Linked DNA regions of Zea mays: region 1 is linked to region 2. The links are chromatin contacts, called in public Hi-C maps. All regions are on one chromosome and are shown on one strand. Each heading gives the region's core, a stretch centred on a gene start, on an enhancer-like site or on the middle of the called end of the contact. The rest is flanking DNA. Distances are from core to core; before and after follow the strand shown. Region 1 has its middle 3.8 kb from the start of LOC111589855. Region 2 holds the start of LOC100275455.

Region 1 (4,305 bases), core at 577-3,076, 55 kb before region 2:
AATCGCCCCCGCCGCGACGACGCCAGCGCCGTGCTGCGGCTGCGGCGGCGGCGGCACAGCCACGACCGGCGCCCCTGTTCCTACCTGCGCCCGCGCGAGGCGCGCGCGTGCCAGCGCGAGCAGCAGCACGGCCTGCCTCTGCGCGACGCCCAGCCGGCGCCGGAGCGCGCGCGCCTCCGCCTGGAGCCGCGCGGTGTCGAGCCTTGCGGCGAGCGCGCGGGCCGCCGCGGCGTCCGACCTCGCCGCCAGCGCGCGGCGCTGGGCGCGGAGCGCCTCCGCGGCGCGCCCCAGCTCCTCCGCCCGCTGCCGCCGCCGCGCCCGCGACCGCCGCGCCGACTCCCGGTTCGATATCTTGCGCTTCAGCCGGCGCAGCCGCTCCTCCTCGTCCTCGGCGCCGCCTGCCGTCGTGCAGGTACCGAAACCGGAACCGCCCGCAGCGCCGCCGCACGTCGCCGTGCCGGCGCCGAAATGGAAACCGGCAGCATCGCCGGCCGTCGTCGCTCCGAAGTCGAAGTCGTCTAAGGCGAAGCCGACGGCGTGCATGCCTGGCACTGGCACTGGCACTGGCAGCAGCGGCTGGCCGGCGGCGAAGTCAAGCTGCATCATGGCCTCGGCCTCGTCGAAGAAGGAGATCATCTGTCGTCTGTCACTGGCACGCGCACGCAGATGCCTGCCGATGCTGTGCGTTCGTCACCAACCGAAGGATGCAGAGGCTGGACGGAGCCTCCGCAATATATAGGCGGCGAGGCTCGTCGTCGCGTCAACACTCGCCAGTGGCACTCTGACGCTGACGGGGCCGGGGCCGGGGCCCTGCACCTGCGATTCTCCTCACCGAACCCACGCATGATCCCATCCCGACCAATGCGAGTGGGCTGTCGTCTTTGCGCTCGTCTACGGCCTCTCGACACCTGGCTCGACGCGACGCCCTGCTCCAAAGCTATAGCGCGTGCCTGCTGCAGCCCGATGGAGCCGTGGCACCGGGCGGAGGAGTGGCCGCTCGCCACGTGGACGAATAGAAGAGTATGCTGCTACTGCTTCTGCGGGTGACGTCGTTCCGACTTCCCAAGAAGGAGACAGGAAGGAGGAGGAGGAGGAGGAGGAGGAAGACGCCATCTCGAAAAGGCTAGTCGTTGCTCTCTCTCTCGCTCCATTACGTGTGTGCATACATATATTATATATATATCATATCGTCAACTAAAACTAGTCCCTGCTTACGGAAAGGGACGGAATTATTTGGAGCTTTTGTGCCCGATCGAGCTGCTGTGCGTATTCAATTGATCCTTTGGGGATTTGCCCTTTGCCTGATTTTGATCCTGTCGAAAATATAAACAAAGGCTGGGGAAAAAAAGGCTACGTGATGAACATGCCATGGATCACATGAACGTACCTCTCCATGCATGCATTGCATGGATGCACTCTCGCTCGCCTCGCGCCGAAAGATGTGATCCGCGGCCGGTCGTTGCACTGATGCTCAGCTCTTGCTTTTCTTGTTTGCAGGACGCATCGTCATCGAGAGCACAGTACATGAGCAAATAAATAAAATAAATAAATAAATAAATAAATAGCAGCTTTAGTTTTGTGGAACGCTACTCCCAGTCCCAGGTAAAAACCTGCATCCCGATTCCCGCACTTGTTGCACGCGCCGTTCTGCCGCATGCCTTCACCGCACGTGAACGGAAGAACCAGACGTGGTGGCGCGCGACGAGTGCTGCCGACCGGTGGTCGACCGTCGACGGCGACGGCGATGTGGCAGAGACGCAGAGTACGCTCCCGCGGGACAACAAAAAGGAAGGCAGGGCCAGGATGGGCCAGCTATGTGTTGTACGTGTGGCGCTGCGTTCCCCGGAGGTCCGATTCGGACCCGTCGGCCGGCCCGGCTGGCGGACTCCATGGGCCTTTCGTCCTTTCGGCTTTTCTTTTTTTTTTCTCCCCCCAGGTGCCGCTCCGACCTGACACGCGTCTCCGGAGGGTCGCCTGTTTGGTTCAGCTTTTTTCTAACCAGCTTTTCTGAAAATCTAGCTGTGGGGAGAATCTGGCTGTGTAGAGAATCTGAGTATTATTAGGATTACGTGTGGAGTAAGATAAAGGTGTCCATAGGACTCAGGATCTAGAAAGTGACAGATTCCTACTATTGCAACGATTCAACCGATTATGTGTTTATGTTAATTATGAATGGTTTTTACTTAAATGAATTTTATAGAAGCTGACTGAAAAGCTGAGCGTTTGGCAGTCCGCGACAGCTTTTGGTGGCCAAAAGCTCCAAAAAGCTGAAATAAACGGGGGCCATGTCATCTGCTTCTGCTGCTAGTACTGGCAGTGGCAGTTCATGGTGCATAGTTTTTGAGCCAACTTTGGATATCTGCATCTAGTTTTGTTTTTTTTTTTGAGTGAACATCTTTGAAGTGCTACAGAAAGTGTATGGATGTTTGCTTTAAGTTTTCGGTTTTTGAGTGCTTCAGATTTGGGCTATAGTGTTAATACAATTGCCTAGAAAAGTGGATTCTACGGCGACGCGGCGACGACGACGCTTCAGCCTTCAGCGAGGCTTCCGGCGATGTGCGGGTGCTTTCCTTGCGCGCCAACGCAAGTACTCGATGCATGTCCCAGCAAACCAACACCTGGCCGCCGGTCGCCGTCGGCCAGGTCGGCAGGCAGACGTACGCTGCTATACGGACGGGTTTCCAATTAAGGCGAATCTGGGCCTCTGGGGATCCTACGTCCTAGCGTCGTTGCAGCTCGCTGTTTAGAACTAAATTGTTTTTTTATAGCGTGCACCTTTTAAAGCATCGTGATTTGTTAAAACTACTATGAGTGCAGTATCATTTCTATCACCATGTTTTGCATCCATGAATTCTCTGATTGAACAATGATTATGGTACTTGTGAAATAAACACTCTTTGAGGCTAAGGAGTGCAGCTATTTTTAGTAAATTAACTACTAATTAGCTAACTATTTAGGTAATTGTTAGCTAGCTAATTCTACTGATATATTTTTAACTAACTAACTATTAGTGTTCTGGTGCATTCAAACACCCCTAAATGTATCGTACTATCGTGGAGTTGGAGTACTGTTGGCTGGTTATAGGCGGTATGTCCTTCCTTTCGTACTTAGACGACGTGAAGTTTTCTGGCTGCATGCTATATGTGCATGCTCTAGCCGGCATGCAAGTATATATGTGGAGTAGTAAATAATATGTGTATTACTGATTTATATTGTAGATTCATATCAGGATATGTCATATCTGTCAAACCTTAGCAGCAATTTATATTGTATTATATGCTCAGCTATATTCTGTTTGGTTTCTATACTGTTTTATATATTTGGGCACCATTACTTGTGGCCTATTTCTGTTAAAAAAATCCTTGCACTAGATTTTATTTGTCTTGCCTTTGCTGTGCTTACAACTTACAAGTATAATCTTCTTTCAAGGGTTTGGTTTATTTTCTGGGAAAGGAAATGAAGAAAAAAGATAAAGAAACTGATGAGATATTTCTGGCACGCAGAACTCTTGCGCTTTACTCCAGAATCCTCAGATGGATTTGCAGGCTATGGTTCGGTGCCGCCGGATCGCCCAAACGCGCCTGGTGCATGTGTATAGGCTGGCTACACGATCACTCTCTGTTGAGGTGCGGTTTTGATGATCAGTCTTGTTTGAAGTTCAAAATTGTTCCTTCCTTCTTCTGCGTTGGTTGACTCGTCATCGCATCCTTGCAGGGATGGATCTTTATAAGAGAGCTTTTGGGAAGAGGGAGGTAGAACATGTGGTGATCAGAAGGGACGAATGTTGGTTGACCAGGAAGGTTTTCTGCTGTGCTCCCTCTGTTTCCTGATCCCGTTCCCCATTCCAATGCTCCTCCTCCAGTACCCATCTGGAAGTCCTCTGCGCACTACAACAAAACAGTGAGGTGTATACAGTAAAAGTCTGATGTAACTAGTGCTGGGAATTGGCTGTACCGGCCCAGCCCGGCCCAAGCCCATCGTGCTTCGTGCCAAACGGTTCGGGTCAGAAAAGCCCATAATTTTTTTTGCCGTACCGTGCCAGCCCGAAGTGTAAAAACAGTGGCCCAGCTCGGCCCTAAACCACGTCGTGCCTTCATTGGGCCATGCCGGCCCAAGCCCGGCCCGTATATTTGACCATATAAAATCAAAATATTACAATCATATAAAGTTTATAACTTACTAAATTAAAGATATTAAACAATTCTAGCATCATTTGACCACATAGACTTTATATATAACAACGATATAAAGTTGATATCTTACTAAATTAAATGAATTAAACAAATCGGGCTTTAATTGGGCCGT
Region 2 (4,915 bases), core at 2,151-4,650:
CGACCGAATCGTCTCGTCGCACGGAAACCCTCCAGAAAGAACTCACCAGAAGAGACTTCTCTGAATGCAGAGCACTAGATTGTCAAACAGTACTCAACAAACTGCGCCAGCGAGCACGTTGTGAGAGACAAAACAAACCGGTGGCCGTTCGGCAGCTCAGGACCGGATCCAGGCCTGGAACATTTACAAGCCAGGATTCAGTGGAGCCAGTCCTTTGACTCATTCCGGACAGATTCAATACTTAGGGTAGAAGACCGGAATTTGTACTGGACAGTAGTGGAAGAGGAAATCCAAACCGGATCGCTTTTGTTTTTTATTCGGGTCAAAACGAACGGTTCATGAAGAGACGACTGAATTTCAAACCGGCTTATTTTTTCCACCGGAACCGGACCTAGAATAAGCCAAACCAACTGGAACGAACGAGATCTTAGACCTTGTTCGTTTCTGCCGGATCGGTGGGTCGGAATGATTTCGAACCGGATTGCTTCTGTAATTTATATAAACTTTGATTAGCTGAAACGATTTCAAGTGAAATCCGACACAAACGAACAAGGCCTTAAGATTTAGGGTTTTAGATGAACAGATTTTGAATTTACAGCTTCAGTGTGCAGCGCGCTCTGTTAGTGGCACATAATCATACAAGCAAATATGGCGGGGATGTAAACTGTACAACCATCAATCGGAGAAGATACCCAGAGTCTCAAGACGGAAGGAACAACCAAGAGCCATGTGATGGACCTACCACTCATATATGCCTCAAAAGCACGCAATCCAGCGGCCCCAATTCTGGCATCACCTTCAGCTCTTGCACCAGCGTGCGGTTTCCACAGCAACAAACTCCAGGAACGACTGAACCGCCTCAAATGTCGCGCCTGCCTGCCTGTCAAATCCAGAACAAGCTTGCAAGTTGCAACCCCGCGGCGGCGCCCGCCTGGTGCCCGGAGAAGGTAGCGGCGGCGATGCGTGGCCGACATGGGCCGCGTGGCGTGCGGAGCAGGACAGAATTGCTTTTTTGGTTCCCGGCGTGGAGAACGGGCCGATCAGAACTTGGATCGCGGAGGCCCATGGGAGACCCGTCTCGGCAGGATTTTGGACCGGCAAACGACGGCTTTCCGGTGGAACGTTGGCCGCGCCTGCTCCCACACACCCACTTCCAGGGAAAAAAAACACACTATCAAAATATGTATGGAAAAATCAAGCAGAAATTATATAACTATATGGGTAGATGATGCAAGTATGCATAATCATCATCCATGCGAAATCTGAAAAGCAGCAAGAGTATATATTTGTTAGGTACCTGTCGAAATTCTGGAAAGAACAGCAACACGGTAACACCATAGTTTAAGAATCCTTGGTCACTCTATGCATGACCATCCATGCAAGATCTGAAAAACAGCAAGGGTATATATATGTTAGGTACGTGTCGAAATTCTCAAAACAACAACAACATCATAACAAGACAATATATATTAGGTATATATCGAATTTCTGGAAAAAGAACAACAACATGGTAACACCATTAGTTCAAAAACCATTCGTGAGAGAAGAAGATAGGCAAATGGAATAAGGTTTTGGCTATTTTTTTGCAAGAGTGTGAAATAATATTGGTATTCAGCAATGCAATGTGATTCTATTAATTATAACTCCGAATGTCATTGTTTCTACTCATATATACATCATTGACGAGGAATACATAAATGTTTGGGTGTTAAATACATATGCTTAATACAAGAGCTTCGACATATTAATACATAATACCCTTGAAACGGTGGCATTGTTCATCTGTGCATATGATCGAGCTGAGGTATATCTTTATATAAGATTACATTTATACCTATCTAAAGGTTCAATTGGCGAGTAATACTTGGAGGTGCACCACTGTTGCGACTCGGTAAGTTGGCCTAGTCTGTATCTGTATGCCTTCTACTCAGCTTTAGACCGAGACGTTTTTAACCAGGCTGACCTATTTTCCTAGTTTTCCTGTGGTGAATGGATAACGCAGATTCAAATGATACATGATATGTGAAGCAGATCGAATTTACTCGTATTTTAGCTGTTGGCACGTATGTTTTATTCATACCTATAGGCCCTTAGTTTTTTTTACGCTTTTATGCCATTAATGGGGGGACTCGGGGAGAGGGTAAGGTCATCGCTAGCAGGCCAATAAACGGCCGTGCAAAGTACTATTTTTTACCGTAGATTGCACTGTTTGTAAGGTAACTTTTGAAATAGTGAATGAGTGAAGATAGTCTAAAAGTATGCAAGACATAGAATGAGATTGATAAGGTGAGTGAGAGGCAATGAGGTGAGTTGCCATATTTTTCGTATGCACTTTTCGTACGTTTTTCATGCATTATTCTACATACTTCATGTCTTGCGTTTGTCACTTATTTCATATACTTCACACAGACGAGTTAGAACATGTACTTGTGCCTAACAATTTATCTTCATATTTACATGTTGCGATATATTGATTTATATGAATTTAATTTAGCATTATCGTTATAATGCTACAAGTCAATCGCCTTGAAACCTCCCGCCGTGCATGAAAATAAAAAAAACCCAGAGGTGAAGCACTGTCTGACGGGTGAGGTAATGCCAACCAGGCAACCACACCGCACACGCACCAGGGGGGAGCGTGCGCGCCCGCCGGCGCCGGGGACGACGAAGGGGTGGGTGCGCTGCGCCGGCGAAACAGGCCGGCACGCGGGCAGAGGCAGGGCGGCATGGGCACTGCACGGTGCAGGGTCTTGTTTTGGACTCCCGAGAGGCTGCAGACTGCCAAGGTCGGCGGCCCCGGCCGGAGCCCACCGTACAACAAATAGTACTCGCGGGCGCCCCGCGCCCGCGGCACACTCGCCGACGACGATGGCCCCCGCCCACAGTTCGCCATTAAAGACGAGCGCCGTGCAGCGCCGCGAACTCCGAGACGTTGAGAGGAGTACTGGAGTACAGTAATACAGTATGCACGGTCATGGTGAAGCTGGATAGGTCGTCCTGGCTAATTAACCCAGCTGCAGCTAATAGTCAAGCTTGCAATTTGCAGGGCAAACAAAGGCGTAGCAGCCCGTGGCTCCGTTCCGGGACACGTGCCCTGTCAGCTGTCAACCGTTAATTTGTGCTACACCTAGACCGCACTCTGATGGGGGTGATGGTGACTGAAGCCGATCGAGATGACCAACGCGTTCGACTCCGGAGCAGCTGCTGAGCTGCAGGAAGCAGGATTTGCACTAGCACCGCCCCACCCCCTTCCAGTTAGTTATCCACTTTCCCCACAAAGTCTTCTCCGAATCCACCACTTCCACTTGCGTTGCCCCCGCCCGCCTCTGTCGTCTCCCGTCGCGCCGCGCGCAGGCTGTCCAGCATGATAAGTAGCTGCCGCGCCGCGCCGTAATCGATCCCTCCTCACAACACAGGACGCAACGCATCCAACGCGCCCCGCCCGCCCGGTTGGATTCGATTCCTCCCAAACTTGTCGTCCCCAAGCAGCAGCCTTTCCCTCTCTTTCCCATGGCCACCAAGCCCGGCAGGGCGGCCGCCGCGGTGCTGCTCCTCACCCTGCTCGCCGCTCTACACGCGGCCGCCCGCAACAACAACAACAACGAGAACCGCAACCCGGGCGGCGGCGGCGGCGACCCGGGCGCCTTCTTCGCCGGGATGCCGCGGTTCAGCGGCGGCGGGGTGCCAGGCGGCGGCGGGTTCTTCGGCGGCTGGGGCGAGGGCGGTCTCGGGTACCGGCGCGGCGCTGTGGTGCCGCCCTCCACGGTGTGCCCGCAGGACGGGCCCTGCCGCGGGAAGCGCCTCACCTGCCCGCCGCGCTGCTTCCGGACCTTCAGCTACGGCGGCAAGAACGGGGGCGGCGGCGGAGGCGGCGGAGGCTGCAGCTTCGACTGCACCGAGCGCTGCGCCGCCACCTGCTGAGTGAATCTGGGATGTATTAGAGGAGGGCGTGGCCGTAGCTATAGCTAAAGCTCGTGTACTCCTTCCTCTACTGGCATGCGGTGCACTGCTTCTTCCTGCTCGTCCACTGATACGAATTATCGCTACTACTAATAGTATCGAGGTGGTTTGGTTTGGTTTAGCTGTTGGTTTGTTGCGAGTTGTGATCGGTCGTGATCACGTACGTGATGACTGATGAGATCATTTATGCATGTGTGTCTGTAAATTTGGTGTCTGCCAGTGCCAGTGCCAGACTGATCAATAATAGCAGAGGAGAGGAGATGAATAAAGAGAAATTTAGATATGTACTATTAAAAGATTACAATTTTAGATATATAACATTTCTAAAGTTCACAGACTTGCACTAGTACGTATGTTCCACGTATCACAATGACTGAGACTATTACGTTTGGGATACTGACTGCTCTCCGTCAATAAGCATCTCCGGCCAATCCATCGCCGTGCCATGCTTTTCCGCCAGCAACTGCTCCGCACTGCTCTGCTCTGCTCTGCTCTGAACTCCGGTCGCCGATCGGATTATCGCTTGCTAACCGTACGTCGCCGCCGGTGGATAGTGGATACTATACTACGAGTTGCAGTCGCAGGCTTGCAGCATGATATGCGCTAAAACGGAAACAAAAGGAGTGACACGTGCCGGAGCCGAACTGCTCATTTTCGCCGTTCATGGCTGACTTTGGTGCTCCAAAGCTATCATCAAGCCCCCGCTTATTATAAGAGCCCAACTCTCTTCGGGCCATATCCGATCGCCTCTATCTAGGCCTTGGCATTTGGCCCATTCACCCAACATCTTTCTGCCAACGGTATCATGGAGACGTGGTGCCAGCCAGGCCGTTCGTGCTCGCTTTCCACGGCCCAGATTGTGTAAACGGAGGAACAGGACCCGGCCCACAAAAGTGAACGAAACAGCCGCTCCGCACGTGCCCAAGTCCTCCCAACTCCCTACTCCCAACACCTC

Evidence for each region. Hi-C and Micro-C count contacts between places; a contact is called where the count stands out from the background.
Region 1: a contact with region 2 is called in a Hi-C map of bundle sheath, with 5 times the contacts expected there. The contact joins the enhancer-like site here to the promoter of LOC100275455 in region 2. A contact is called at or near these places in 13 of 25 Hi-C or Micro-C datasets (bundle sheath, ear, leaf and 4 more) and 1 of 3 datasets of contacts at active chromatin or transcription factors (leaf).

The regions. Positions count from the first base shown.
Region 1 is chr7:3,144,707-3,149,011 of Zm-B73-REFERENCE-NAM-5.0, reverse strand. No RefSeq gene overlaps it. Among protein-coding and RNA genes, the nearest start is that of LOC111589855, 3.8 kb to the left of the region's middle. Within about 2 kb of position 1,826, at least 17 of the 20 cell types and tissues checked have an H3K27ac peak or open chromatin away from gene starts, as enhancers often do. A contact at or near this core is called in bundle sheath, ear, leaf and 2 more, where this site is marked.
Region 2 is chr7:3,091,095-3,096,009 of Zm-B73-REFERENCE-NAM-5.0, reverse strand. It overlaps LOC100275455, which reads left to right and starts at 3,400. Exons shown (of 1, transcript NM_001149522.2): 1 at 3,400-4,241. The coding sequence starts at 3,511. The coding sequence ends at 3,921. It also overlaps a transcript of LOC100382771 not described here.